3 separate regions of the Sus scrofa genome follow, and regions 2 and 3 are each linked to region 1. A link is a contact called in public Hi-C data. All regions are on one chromosome and are shown on one strand. The core of a region is the stretch at or near the end of the contact, and the rest is flanking DNA. Distances in the headings are between cores, read along the strand shown.

Region 1 (5,031 bases), core at 1,587-4,086:
GTGTGAGGTGGTGTGTGGGTGGTGCAGTGTGTGTGGAGGGTGTGTGGAGGAATGGGGTGTGCGTGCGGAGGCTGCAAACTGGGAGCTCCTCCTAATTTAGGCTCCACCTGCGGGAAAGGTACAGGAAGAGGGCTCTGAGGAGCTGCCCTGCACCCGTCTTCTGATCGTGACTTAGCCCCGTTTGCTGTTTTCTATTTATTTATAGCAGATATCTCATGCTTCTATCTGTGCCTTTCACTTCTGATCTCTGACTAAAGAAAATTTCTTTTTTTCTGATCTGTGTTTCAGTCTCACCAGCGATTTATGGAGTTGGCTCTTGGTAAGTTTTTCTTTTGATCATTGTTCACCCTCAGTTAATTTGCTCAAGTAAAAAGCAAACTCTCAGGAGGAGATTAGCGAGAAGAAGGACCGAATTTAGCTTTATCAAATGAAGTGTTTCTGAATTTGATCACTCACTTCTCCCTCCAGGGGAAATTTAGGAAGTAATAGTAACCTCTTTGATATTTAACAACTCATTGATGGTCTCCGTTATTTATGTCTTAAAGGGCCACACTGACTTTAAACACTGATGACTCATTTAAACTCTAGTCATAGGCTGAAAACAGAAGTTGAATGAAAAGCACAACCTCCTCCAGACTGCCTTCTGGTGAGTCCTAAATTTGACCTGCATCTTACCTTTAGTGTGAAAGAGTCCTTCTAATTTTGGCTTTCTTTTGTGCACACAGGTATTGCGGTAACGGGGGAGCTGGTTGTTGATTAGAGACAGGCAATTGTGAAAGTGACATCAGAGAGATTGGCTCAGGCATGTGCCACTAGGTCACCTCTCCTGCACAGTTATTTTCAGAACAAAATACCGCAAATAGAGACCATAATATTTTTCTTTCCACATTGTTTATTCTGAGAGACATGGGAACCATCACGGAGAAGATTCATAGGCTTAAACTGTAAACCCTGCAAGGCTGCTTTGTTTGAGTTAATGAAGATGTGATTTGGGGTCTCCTCTTCCCCATCTCACCTCTGCTGTGAGAAAACGGCAGTTCTCTGAAATTTATGGGAATTCTGACCTAAAGGGCCAGGAAGTGCAGAAGACTGGAGAAGGTGGGTAGAAAGGAGACCGGCCCCCAGTGGTGCACTTTTCCCAGGAGAGAAATAATGTTACCTGCAGCTCTTGGCACTGTTTCCATGGCACTGTTTTTAAATGCACAGAGATTTGCTTCTCCTCTTAAAATAGCCTCAGGCGTGTGAAAGACACTAGATGTCATTTAATTGACCTCTTCCATGTTTGAAGGCTGATAACCTATTTTATCTGGGGGAAAAAACATCTTGCAGTACTCAGAAAATCATTAGTCCTAAAACTAGGCGCAATCTGCACATGCATAGCCCAAACAAAGTTTTAAGGGGAAATGATCAGTTTTGCATTGAAATTTACTGTGAAAAATTTTATTTCAAAATGTCAATGTTTGCCAGTTCTATTAAGTTAACAGGGACAAGGCTAAAGGCTGAAAGAAGCCTTAGAGGAAGTCATGAAAGCTCCAGATTAAAAAATATTTTTTAAATGGTCTCATTGAGAAAATTTTCAAATGAGAGTCACACTCGAATGAATGAATGCTGTATCAAATTATCCGGAGACAAAGAAGAGAAGCCATTCTACCAGAACAAATGCAGTCTGCTTTGTCTAGGGGACAAATCATTCTTGCAGCCCGTTTGGAAATGTCACTTTTAAGTCAATGAGAGTTGTGTTCAAATAAGAGGGGGATGCAAGACCCTATTATATTCATTAGGATGTGATGTTTTGCCTCTGAATGGTTTCTACAGTGCATGAAAATTCCTTTTTTGGTGGGGGAGGCATCTATCTTTTTAATGTCTTAAACTGTTTTCAGGTTTTACAAAGTGCTTCAGTTTTTACATTGAAAGGCCAGACATGATCACACTGGAACACCAGTTGTCCAGCTACAGAAGTTCTGACTTTCCGGGCAAGTCTTTTGAACTTTTAACTTGGTGAAAATAGAGTCGTTGGCTTGCATGCAGAAGTTGTCTTCTGGAAGTGATCCAGGGCTTAGAGTAGTCAATCCTGCCATTTTCTCCATCTTTCCAAGATGTCACCACTGGAGTTCTGTCCACAACAGGGTTGATTTGAGCTGCGATGGTGTCCAGTGAAACAGGAAGTTCAGAGCTGAGATTGAGCAAAACTGACAGGGAAGTCAATTCACTGTCCCAAATTGATCAGATTGGCTGGCAACTTGGGGATTGCAGCCCAGCCAAAGCAGTTTGCCTTCTTGGTTCATTCTGACAAACTATAAATCCTCCAAAACTGCTGGTAAGCTCGTGAAACCAATTCGTTTTTGTTGCCAATATTAACAACTTTTTTTTGGATTACTAAAGGAGACGACATACTAATCAACAGTCCAACACCATCAAACTCTTCTGGCAGATATAATAAAACCCTTTTTACAATGACTGATGATGTTTTTGGATCCTTCTGAAGTTTGATTTTTTTTTTTAAAAAGGCAAGTTTCTCCACAGAGTCAGAAGGATATAAACTGGGCTGCCAGAGCTGAGCCATCTTTGCTCCACAACAAGCAGGGCTCCCGGCAGACATGTGCTTGGGGAGAAAGCAGACGCTCCCTTTGATCTGTTAAAGTCTCTCCAGAAATACACGAGGGCTGATACCTTGTGTGCAGTCTCAGAGCAGAAACTCAAAGTTTTTGGATGATCCAAAGAAAGCAGCTCCTTCCAAAAAGAAAGCAAGTTTTAAAGAGGCATGCATTGGGCACATTGTTGACAAAGTTCAAATTCTCCACCTCATTGCACAACCTTCCATTTAGTTTTCTGGTAGAGGCGAAAGTTTAAAACAGTGGTGAGTCGTCTGTGGTCAGGAGCCTGCCTCGCTTCAACAAGCATCAGGAAATGTACTCCATGTTGCTATTTCTCAAATATGTACAAACATCAGTGCTAAATTTTTCATCACATGTCTAATAATAATATCATTAGAATTATAAAAAGAATATTAAAAATCATACTAACAATCAGCATATATTACATTTTACTCTGTGCCAGGCACGGTATCAAGTGTCGATGTGCCTATCTTGGAGTTGGTATTATTATTAGCCCCATTTTATAGATGAGGACACCGAGGTTGAGAAAAATAATTTGCCCAAAGTTACGGAGTTATTTATTTAGCTTGGTAGATCTAGTATTTGAATCCAGGCAGTGTAAATCCAGAGCCTGAGAGCTTAACCTCTGATAAAAGCTAACATTATGGAGCATGCCCACCGTGTGCTAGGCAGCACTGTTCTGTGCTATTATTATCACTTTGCAGATAAGGAAATAAAGTGGTAAAAAACTTGCCCAAGGTGACACTGCTATCAAGGGTGGAGGTCAGATTTAAACCCTGTCACTCTGATCCTAGACTTTGAGCACTTAATGTCTAAGTTTGTTCTACTGGTTAGAATATACATATTTCTTATAGGAGTTAATACAAGTATTTTCATTTTGAACTCTGAAAAGATGGGATCCGAATTGCCTGGCCTTAATCGGTTATTCTAAGGAAATGGCTGCCCTTCATTGCTTAGGTAGTCTCAGGATTATTTTGCAGCCAGCTGGATGGTTGGATTTTTTTGCTGGTTTATACTACCCTCTAGTGGTTCATAGAAAATTCTGATGATACGGCAATTTGATGACAAAGAAATAGAATGAGGTCTGTTAAGAGGATTCCTTTGAAACATAAATGTAAGTCATGAACATGAATTGATAGTATTTGTACTTTCAGTATTTTCTGACTAAGAAAAATACGTAAAGACAAAAAGCTACTATGAATTAAGTACCTCTTTATGTGGATATATTTTTATTAATGTCAAGAGTATAGATATACATGCAGATAAGATATGCATGCATACGTGTGTGTATATGTGTGTGTTTGTGTGTATGCATCATCCTGTTTCCAATGTATAGTTATATGTACCTATATGTTCACATAGATACATATATACATAAATGTGTGTGATTTATTAATAATTTACAAGTCTTAGCTATAGACAATGTTTGGAGTACACTGATGTCTTTGAAAGCCTCACGACAGCTCTTGAGCTATCATTTCAACCCAATCACAAGCAAGGGGTTCTGAATTAACACAAAATCTTAGATTAACCAGAATATTCTCCAGCCAGGTATAGGGTCTCCTTCCCTGGTGGTCTGTTTAAGAGGAAATCCTGCTACATGAGTACATCACAGCCTTACTCAAGCCTCTCTTATCCCCCAGTCTCCAACTCTGGGTGACCTTAGGAGGTGGAAGGGCAGTGGGAACAATCTTTCCTTGGTACACATAAAAGATACACCATTTAAAGAGAATTTTAAAACAATACAACCAACTTCAAAATGGCCTGCTTTTTATTATCACCATTAGCTGGCTATTTTATTTTATTTTATTTTATTTTATTTTATTTTGCTTTTTAGGGCTGCACCTGTGGCCTATGGAGGTTCCCAGACTAGGGGTCTAATTGGAGCTACAGCTGCCAGGCTATATACCACAGCCACAACAATGCCAGATCCGAGCTGTGTCTGCGACATAAACCACAGCTCACGGCAATGCCGGATCCTTAACCCACTGAGCGAGGCCATGGTGGAACCCACAACCTCATGGTTCCTAGTAGGATTTGTTTCTGCTGTGCCATGACGGGAACTCCCCAGCTGGCAATTTTAAACACTGAGAATGATAACATAATTCTAAAATTTTTTTTTGGTCTAAATTCTAAACAACTACTTTGATTTCTTTTCGTTTTAATCACACATACACATTTGCAATGAACACATTTGTGTTACTTATCCTCTCATAAACATTGTGTTCTTTATTATAGAAGTTAATCTGGAGAATTTCCAGTTATGCAGTTGGCCTATGACACAGGCCGACTAAGCTACCAGCTTTTTTTCAAGAGTAAGTTCATGATAAATTGGAATCATTAAGCCTCAATTTGGGTATAGCTGACCCACATATTCCTGAGTCAAACTGTAGATTTGAAAGAATCAGTGATAACA
Region 2 (5,031 bases), core at 1,324-3,823, 160 kb before region 1:
ATGGGGGATGGCCTTCCTTATTGATTGTTCTCGCAGTGAAGTTCTGGACTGGCTTCCTATGACAGACACCACGTGGTCCAAGATCCAGTCCCTTACCCTATACGTTGACACTTGAACAACATGGGTTGGAACAGTGTGGGTCCACTCTACAGAGATTTTTTTTTTCTCAATAGTAAAAACTACAGTACTATACAATTTGCGGTTGGTTGAATCCACCGATGTGGCACTGCAGATACAGAGGAGCCACATACATGGAGGATGGACTTACACAGGGATGTTCAACAGCAAGGAGGATCACAACACCCCCCACCCACCCCCGCCACATTGCTTAAGCTTCTGTCTACACTTTTCTGTTCTTAACTTCTAACCTCCAACCAATTCATCCTCCTCTCAGCAGTGCACTAAAAAGACAGCAAGCTGACCACAGCCCCTTATTTATAAGGACACAGAGAACTCCACTTTTCATACAGAACTTTCTTTCCCGGTGGGGGTGTGATTGAGGAATGATGAGAGTAAGACGACCCATGCTGCACATCTCAGCTGTGCATGGTGCCCTGGAACTGTGCCTGAGGCACCCCTGAGGGCTGCAACCATTTGCTGGTTATCCAACTCCAAAGCCCTTCGCCACCTCAGTTACACACCTGGCCTCACCCTAACTGCTGGAGCCACTTACTCTTGAGCTTCACATTAAATAAGTACCCAGGTGACATGGCAGGATTTATGATGAGTTTTCTGTTTTAACTCCATGTGTACACTGATCAAATGTATCTGCCCTAACAACGAGGAACTAGTTGTTAAGACTTTACTTGGGGGTTTGGGATGAAAATGCTATAAAATTGAGTTGTGATGATCATTGTACAACTATAAATGTAAAAAAATTCTTTGAGTTAAAAAAAAAAAAAGACCCTATTGGTGTACCAGACCCCCTGCTAAGCACTTTCCATCCATTAGCTAATTTATTTGTCCTATTCCAATGGAAGTAAGTGATGCTGCCATTGCCACCTTATTACAGATGAGGAAACAAAGCTTTAGGGAGACCATGTAAGTTGCCATAAGTGGCAGATCCAGATGTGAATCCAGGTGGTCTGAGCCCACCGTCAGAATTCTCAACCATGGCATCACCCAGGCCTGCTACCACACCATGTGGATCCCCTGACCAAGGTGCATACCCAGCCCAGAGTGCTGTTCGGTGCTTAGAAAATCCTGACTCTCCTCCACAGATAACTTAGCAAGCCATGTTTCTCTGGATGATAATCATCAGGAATGTTTTGGCACATTGGACATGCTGACATTTTGGGGGCGGAAAAATAAGTGGAGGGAAAGAGACTTTTAGAACAATACCATAACCAGTACACGCCCCCCCCCCACGAACTCCTCAGATCCAAACACTCGCCCTCCCGTCAACAAAGCCCTCTGCCAACAGACCTCATTACAAGAGAAGGGAGAGGGCAAGAGAGCAGGACCATTCATCTTCCTTCAGCTCCTTACAAGGAAAATGGGATCTATAAATATTTGGGGGGGAAATGCCTCAAAGTTTCCAGGCAGCATTTAAAGTTTCTTCCCCACAAGCAGATTAAGAATGCAATACAACCAATTCAGTACACATTCTAGAAAGGAGCAGACTAAATCAATTGCGTTCATGTGGCTATTTATCAAGATCCTTTTCAGCCTTGTACTGGGAGGCAGGGAGAAAGGGGAAAGAATGAGATGACTTTTCATTCTCATTTAATTTTTATTCTCTGCCTCAGTCATTTTATTTGCTATATTCCTGTTCCATCATTACCACCATTGGGAAAAAAAAAAAAAGAGGGGAAAAAAAAAATACTGCTCAGTTTTCCAAGCAGCAGCCTCAATGACATGTCTGGTAAAATATCTTAGCAACAATGTCAATATTGTCTCACCACAGCTAACCATATTAACATTCCACTCTAATCATGATTTTTCAAACATGAAATGGAATGTGTATTACTCACTTCATTCATTCACTGACTATCACTCTGGGAAAATAGCCCTCCAACAATTTCTTTAAAGCTGCATATAAACATCAAAATTATATTCAATAGATACTACTTTTTGTGTAACTAACTTACAAGTGTGAGAAGAAGCAAGTGTTGATGAGGAATCAGCATAAACACAAGAACCAAATAAACTACACCAACAAGTCACTTTGATCAAATCCTGTCGCTTGTTATTTCTGTAATGGAATCCTTTCACTCATCTGCTTCTATATTTTAAATTCATCTTTTTTTATGGCCACATCCAGGGCATGTGGAAATTCCTGGGCCAGGTCAAATTCATCTTTATAGGGATGCCAAGAGCAGAGTCAACTAGATAAAGCAGGAGCTCCTTCTCCTAAGAGTGTTCAAAGTCACATGCTCACACCTGTGCCATGGCTGGCTGGGGCTGGACCTGCACAGACACAGGAAGAAATGGCATGTCAGTGGCTCCCAAAGCCAGTTGACCATTCAAAACTATTCAAAAAACATTATAAGAAGCTTGGGCCCCACTGCTGGCAAGTGATTCCATAGGTCTGCTGGAAGACTGAGTCACAAATGCCTTCGATGAACTGGCCAGGTTTAGAAATCGCTGCTCTTATAAAGCCAAAGTGAGTACTGAATTTCACACATACTGCCCCTATGAGTGCACATAGCTTCTCATCGCCGGATGCTGGTGGCAGATCCCTACACTCGGGCTGCATGTTCTTCCCCCTCCTCCCTCCCAGCAAACACATGCCCTCCCAGATGGTTTGTAGCAACTATCCCACAGCACTCTGCTAGGGCCAGGCTACCACATGGCTCTCTCCTCCTGCCCCAGATGGAATGGCCAAGGCCATGTCTGCTGCACAGACAAGTGAACGAAGGAGACAAATATATCTCAGACGCCAGCACTTACTAAAGCCTAAAGAAGCAGTCAAGAGGGGAGAAACAAGGAAGCTAGAAGGGTATAGAAATCACCATTTGTTATAATAAGCGCAAGCATCCATAAAATGCTTACCACAGTCTAAGCACTGTCCTAAGCACTTTAACTCACTGAATCCTCAGGACAGACAACCGACAATCCTCAGAGCTGCTGTTATCATCTGCATTTTACAGATGCAGAAATGCAAACACTCAGGTAAAGCAACTTGACCTGAGACTTGAACCTAAAGCGAACTGGCTGCTATACTTCCCTGAGCTTAAGGTTTTGGAGATAAGAGACAAACTGGATTCAAATCCTGGCTCTGCCACTTAAGCTAGTCTTTAACCTCTACTAGTGAGCTACTGTTTATAAGCATTTACACAGTAAACATTCAGAGAGCAACTTTTACTAGTACTGCCATATTTTATCCCGGGGGATTCACTTCCTGGTTTCTTTCTGAGGAAGAAAAATCTCACACCTCCCTTACAGCATTTGCGTATCAAAAAAAACTCCTGATATAAATTTAAATGTCTGTATATTTTATTTCTTTGCTTAATGGACACTTTCCCAAACCAGATACTATGTAAATGTAAAATGCAATAAAGCAAATTCACCACATCATCAACATTATCATACCTGAAGTTTTAAAAACAAATCTTCATTTCATTTGACCCTCAAAATTACTCTGTAACACAGAGATTATTACCTTCATTTTATAGGCGGGAAGACTGAGGTTCAAAAAAATGAAACAACTTGTTCAAAGAGAACAAACAGGTACATTCAAACTGGAACTCTTACCTAAGTTTCCTGAAGCCAAACCAACAGAGTGCTTATTCACCTTTAAGATGCTGCTTCCATAAATCAAAAGGGATCTGAGATACTGTCTAGAGAGCCCAATAACCATGGTAACAATTTAATGGATAGAAGGGGAAAACTCCAGAATCTCTAATCTTCAGAATCTCAGAGCTAAAGATGCAGCTCTAAGAGGTTTAATCAGATTAGCAGCATCAAAACTCTCAAGCAAAGCAGGGAAAGAAAGCCGACCCCCCCAACATAATGATTTGTAACCTTTCAGTCAGTTTTCAACACTGAACTTACAGATTTAAAGCAAAATCCTTCCCTTAATCCTGTCAAACATGAATTCTGAGTTAGATGAATCTTTTTAGGTTTTACAATTCAAAATTAAATACGACATGTTTGACTTGCTTAGAACGCCAGATAGTAAATGATCAATGGTCAACCACTTATCAAAATACTAAAACACCTATGGAATCCAACAGAAAAATAGGTAAATGAATAGGCAGAACAGAGAAAGAAATTTAAAATTTTTACTTTTTTCAAATACTTATATAACACATACTATCTGCCAGCATGGATTTAAGTACTTTATAAATATTAACTCGTGTAATCCTTATAAGTTACCCACGAGGCACAGAAAAGTTCAATAATTTTCTCAAGTTCACAGAGCTAGCAAGCTGTGGAGCCAGGATACAAATCCAGGCAGTGTGGCTTCAAATGGTCAATAAACATATGAAAATGTGTTTGAATTCCTTCTCAAGACCTGCATAATTAAAACAATGAGATACTACATTTGCCTATCATATTGGCAAAGACAAAATAGTTTGATTATAACCTATGCTGTTCAGGTTATAATCAAGCATTCTCATATACTGAAGGTGAAACTGTAAATTTAATGCCACCTTTTTGAAGGGTAATTTGACAAAATTTAGGAAAATCATAAATGACTAAACTTATCAACCAACAATTTTTCTTACAACTATTTTTATGAAAGGACAGGGAGTTACACGTAGGGAGATTTACTCTAGTATTGATTATAATGATGACAACAATAAAGATAAAACCATCAACAGGGGAATAAAATAAGTCAGGCTATCTGTCCAATGTAAGCCTGAGCAACTTTTTAAAAGCCTATATATTAGTATGTGCTAATAAAATGTGTCTAATACATTCAATCGACATGGTAATTTACAAAAAAAAAAACCCCATTAAAAGTGTGCATAAGTTTTCCTAAGGATCTATATATGTACACATACGCATGCATATACACATAAAAGGTATAGAAAATATCTAGAAGGATCAAATAAAAAACTCTTAACATTAACTCCTTTTGGA
Region 3 (5,031 bases), core at 1,439-3,938, 140 kb before region 1:
AAGACGACAGCTCCCAGTGGGTTAAATTCTGAAATTAACACAGATCAGAGCTGAATTCAGCCAAGTCCCAATTATCATGGCCTAAAGACCATTAACGGAACTTGATATTCATTAACGGACCTAAAGACTATGCCCATCTGAAGAGGGGTGGTCAGAAAGAGCCACTATGGTGATAATCAGGAGGGGCCAACATGGGCACTATAGTCCAGAGAAGGTTATTGAGCACATCCGACAGTACCTAAGAACTTATAAATACATACCCCACATCCAATTCGAGAAAGAGCCCCATCAGGCTATGGGACCCTGTGCCATTAAACACTGGCATTATAACTACTTTCCCTTCTTCTGATCCCGTCCTCACTGAGCAGTGCCTCATAATTTGGCTTTCTTAGCCTAACAACAGTAGGGAAGAATGTGCTGATCTAGTCAACCCGATTGTCTAGCTTATTGACGGACATGATTCTGGGAAAAAAGCAATAAACCAGTGTTATGGTTTTAAATAAAAGCTCTCATGAGCTTTGTTAAAGGGAGTCACTTTGCCAAGTACCATCCACTGAAGACATAAAGAATACTGAGTATCTGGGAGTGCCCACTGTGGCACTTTGGAAACAAACCAGACTAGTATCCATGAGGACGTGGGTTCAATCCCTAGCCTCGTTCAGTGGGTTAAGGATCTGGCATTGCCCTGAGCTGTGATGTAGGTCACAGATGTGGCTTGGATCCTGAGTTGCTATGGCTGTGGCATAGGCTGGCAGCTGCAGCTCCGATTCAACCCCTCACCTGGGAACTTCCATTTATCTTGAGTATGGCCCCAAAAAGAAAAAAACAAACAAACAAAAGTCCCAGACATTAAATCAACTGTTGCACTTACTTTTTACCTCTTAGATTTCTCCTTTAACAGACTCTCTGGAGCTAGGCAGGCTGTCTCCATGTTCTATGTTAAATAAGCACTATGCACAGTGATTACACTGGTATATAAAACATAACAAAAGTTACTCTGGATTAAACAGTGAGATGACTCAAAACAAGACAAATCTATTTCAGCTTGCGATCCCAACAGCAGTATCTGAAACCACAGAATAACGCCAGCCTTAAAACTCCTCTTACTTTCTAGAGTGCCATGCCAACTACTTACAAAATTTCAAGTCGAATCTATGAACTGAGGTCAGGGACTGTGTTTATTCTTTAATAGATACAAACAGAAGCCGGAACACAGCCTTCACACCCACTGTGTTCTCCATATTTGTTGACAGATTTAACGAGGCTGCAATGAACACAGATGAGCAATTTCCTCCAAATCAAGCAATTAACTAACATTTATAGCAGTTTATAAATTACAAAGAACATTCCTATATATTCTCACTTACAAGACCTGCAAGAAAACTCAGTTAAATCCATGAGAAACTAGGGAGAAAAAGGCTGCAATTTATAATATCCTTTCATGTCCACACCTGAATCGAGATTAAAATCTTTTTAGCTGGTTATCCTGGGCACCTAATCACATGCACTGTGCCCACTCCAAGGGAAGGAGCTTCTCACATCAAACCATCCATCTGACCTCAAAGCAAAGAAAGGAAGATAGCGGAGTTCCCAATGTGGCTCAGTAGTTAATGAGCCTGACTAGTATCCATGAGAATGAGGGTTCAATCCCTGGCCTCGCTCAGTAGGTTAGGGATCTGGCATTGCCATGAGCTGTGGTGTAGGTTGCAGACGCAGCTCGAATCTGGCCTTGCAGTGGCTGTGGTATAGGCTGGCAGATGCAGCTCTGATTCAACCCCTAGCCTGGGAACTTCCATATGCCGTGAGTATGGCCCTAAAAAGTGGAAAAAAAAAAAAAAAAAAAAGATTCCTCCTTTCTTTTGACAAAATGAATAAAGCCAGAGTAGCAATACCTACAAGTGAAACACTGGAAAGTAAGGTGTACATGATCATTAATTTTGTTTTGGAGTTCCCGTCATGGCACAGCAGAGATGAATCCGACTAGGAACCATGAGGTTGCGGGTTCGATCCCTGACCTTGCTTAGTGGGTTAAGGATTCAGCATTGCCGTGAGCTGTGGTATAGGTCACAGACGTGGCTCGGATCTGGAATTGCTGTGCCTCTGGCATAGTCCAGCAGATGTGGCTACAATAAGACCCCTAGCCTGGGAATCTCCATATGCCAAGGGTGTGGGCCTAAAAAGACAAAAGACAATAAAAAAAAAAATTTTCAGAGTAGAGAGATAGCAGAAATATTCTCAATTTTAGGGGCTCAAAAGTTTCTCAACCTAGTACACTGTAAGACTCAATTACACAAGAGCCCTGTCTTCTGCACCAATGCCTTTTAGAACTTTCCTTAGCACTGGCAACCTCTAGTGTTTATCAAACGAAAGGAAATGGGTGGTGGTGATGAGGGGTGAGGGTATCTGAAACTGCCTATAGGATAAATAATACACAAGAGAGCAAGGAAAAGAAAACAAAGCAGAATAGAGAACACAAAAGGAAACAAAGAGGAGGCTCGAGGGGGCACTGGCTCTTGCTAGAAATTCACGGACAACTGCATTATAGAAGCTTCCTGAAAGCAAGAGCCATATCTTGACATTCTTTTAAAGATCCCAGGAGGCTGGGGAAAAAACAACCCTTGATGAATACTTGAAATTCCAGGAGCTCTTGCTCACATTTTTTTTTCCACTGCAGTAAAAAGAGCCTAGGAATCAAGAGACCGGTCCTCGCTTTGTCACTGGGAACAAATCACTGAACTTCCCTAGGATTCAGAGCTTCATCTAGGAAACTGGAAGAGAGGAGAAGGCATTATTGACCAAGAAACCAGAAAGCAGCTGTGATAAATAAAGAGGCAGCCCATGGTTTTGCTTAACATGCGGAGCTAGGAAACAGGACATCACTGGGCTGTGATTTATCCCCTAAGAACCCAACTGTTTGGTCTTCTGTATTCAAAGCCATTATACAAATTGTACTTGTAATTCTGTTTTTTTCTTTATATTTAGGTTTGCCTTAAACAAAAAAGATGTCAGATTTGAGTATGAGTTATTAAAAGCATAGTAAATTTACAGTCACAAGTAATGTGAATTTTAAGAGAGTTCTGGGCATGAAGTTTAAACTCAAACATTTAAACTCTGATGCCTAAAATTAAGTGGAAATTCCCTATTAGATTGAAATCACTTTCAACCCATATTTTAAATATATTTTTTAGAAGATACTCTGTTGCTTTGAGAAAAGTATCTTAAAAAAACTGACTCTCCTAAGCCAGTATTTAAACTCGCTTAAAAAAAAAGCTACTACACACAAGTTTGCAAAGAGAGGTTTTCATGTTGATAACTGCTTGGAAGAAAAAAAATTCACTTTTGGAAGAAAATGTGAAGAAGCTACTTGCTTCTGGCTACAAGAGCCATTATTCTGTATTGTGAAGGGATTTGTTCAATTCAACTTTTAACACTATCTCCTCCATAAAGCCTTCCCAGGCCAAAGGCATCTTTAATTTCACATCCCACTTTGTAATGATTATATGGTTATCAATTCAAACCACAGTGAAAAATGCTGAACTCTACAAATTCCCCAAGGCACCTAGCTATGTACCTTATATGCAACAAACACTAAATAAATCTCTTTAAATGAATGAATAGCAGGGTTGTTAAGGAGGGGAAATCACAATCAGTGGCAATTCTCTCCCTCAAAGGATTTGGACTAATAATTTAAGAATTCTTCTGGTACTGAGTACTAATTTCCAAATTTATGGTCAAAAGTATCAGGAGAAACAACAAATCTCCGTAACAAATTTGGGATGGAAATGCTATAAAATTGGGTTGTGATGATCATTGTACAACTATAAATATAATAAAATTCATTTTAAAAAATCTCCATAACAGGATCTGTTCCGTTATCAGGCCTTCAGAAGCAATGACTGCAGGCAGGTTTTACCTTGGTATTTCAAATATGCATACAGAAGGGCTACAGTAGCAGAAAAGCCAAATCCTCAAACCAGGAAGGGCAGTGCTCCTGGCAATAATCATTATGCCTCCCAGGCCAATGGCTCTCATGCAAGATTGAGCACCAGTCTTGGAGAAAGTCCCTGCTCATCCAGAAGCTGAGTGCACCCAGACAACCCCCAACCAAGCACCCACCTCCCAACCTAATGGCAAGACACCACCAGAAGACAAAATAACTGTGACATTAAATATCTAGATGGGGTGGTAGTGATGGTAAGCATCTATTAGAAGAGAAAGCAAAAAGCCCCCTTCAAAGCTGACCTCCAAAGCTCTTCCTCTTAGAAGCCTTTCTAGTCTTATTTTAATTGCTTATCCACCTGCTTCCTCCTAGGCTATGAGCTTCTGGGTAGACCCTGCCTTTCTTCACTAGCATAGTACATTTCCTCACTTCAATATCAACAGATACTCTGGGAAAGAACGATTTTAATCCATCTAAAATTCTCAAAGGGAATAGCTGTACCTCAAAACAGACTGCCAACCTAACAAATTTAAATACATGTAATGGCCTCATTTAAAATGCAGGGCTAGAGATTGAAAGCACTTGTCCTCACTCTCCCAGGCCAGCAAGTAGCAGAGAGACAGGGTTATAACCTGATTTTCCAATTAAGGAATGAGCATTGGGCTAGTGATTGCAAGTTTTTCACTCTACACACATTCATAAGTATCTACTCTGTGTCAAGCAAAGAGGGACACAAAGCATATTACAAAAGAGCAGGAAGACAACAATGTCAACAACATGAGCAAGAAGCTACAAGTCCATGCCTCTGCTTTCTCTATAAAGTAAAACTAAGGCATGAGAGGAGCAGAGAAGGTTCAGAATAGGCCTTGTAGAAAAGAGAAAGGCCAGCACAAGATTAAAGTGACAGCTGAACAGTTCAGATTGCTCCAGGCTGCAGGCCAAGACAGGGCACCAAATGATGATGGTGCAATTCCATCCTCAGCCTCTCAGCCCCAAGAAAGAACCATCCAGAGGACAAGAGGCTTGACTAGTGGTTGGGTGTTTGCAGCACAAGGACCAACAAGACTGATAAGGGTGTTGTACTAGAGTCG

The links. A called contact is a pair of places that touch in the nucleus more often than the background predicts.
Region 2: a Hi-C map of embryonic fibroblasts shows a contact between it and region 1, with 2.6 times the contacts expected there. The contact joins two enhancer-like sites. A contact is called at or near these places in 2 of 47 Hi-C or Micro-C datasets (embryonic fibroblasts and liver).
Region 3: a contact with region 1 is called in a Hi-C map of embryonic fibroblasts, with 2.8 times the contacts expected there. The contact joins two enhancer-like sites. A contact is called at or near these places in 3 of 47 Hi-C or Micro-C datasets (embryonic fibroblasts, fetal heart ventricle and liver) and 1 of 2 datasets of contacts at active chromatin or transcription factors (skeletal muscle).

The regions. Positions count from the first base shown.
Region 1 is chr15:65,854,951-65,859,981 of Sscrofa11.1, reverse strand. It overlaps LOC110256997 (a long non-coding RNA gene), which reads right to left. Exons shown (of 3, transcript XR_002339107.1): 3 at 875-2,730. Among named protein-coding and RNA genes, the nearest start is that of DAPL1, 61 kb to the right of the region's middle. Within about 2 kb of position 2,836, at least 12 of the 83 cell types and tissues checked have an H3K27ac peak or open chromatin away from gene starts, as enhancers often do. A contact at or near this core is called in embryonic fibroblasts, where this site is marked.
Region 2 is chr15:66,011,478-66,016,508 of Sscrofa11.1, reverse strand. The region is part of intron 2 of TANC1 (protein TANC1); the gene reads right to left. Among named protein-coding and RNA genes, the nearest start is that of TANC1, 94 kb to the right of the region's middle. Within about 2 kb of position 2,573, at least 8 of the 83 cell types and tissues checked have an H3K27ac peak or open chromatin away from gene starts, as enhancers often do. A contact at or near this core is called in embryonic fibroblasts, where this site is marked.
Region 3 is chr15:65,993,103-65,998,133 of Sscrofa11.1, reverse strand. All of the region lies in intron 1 of TANC1 (protein TANC1), which reads right to left. Among named protein-coding and RNA genes, the nearest start is that of TANC1, 75 kb to the right of the region's middle. Within about 2 kb of position 2,688, at least 5 of the 83 cell types and tissues checked have an H3K27ac peak or open chromatin away from gene starts, as enhancers often do. A contact at or near this core is called in embryonic fibroblasts, where this site is marked.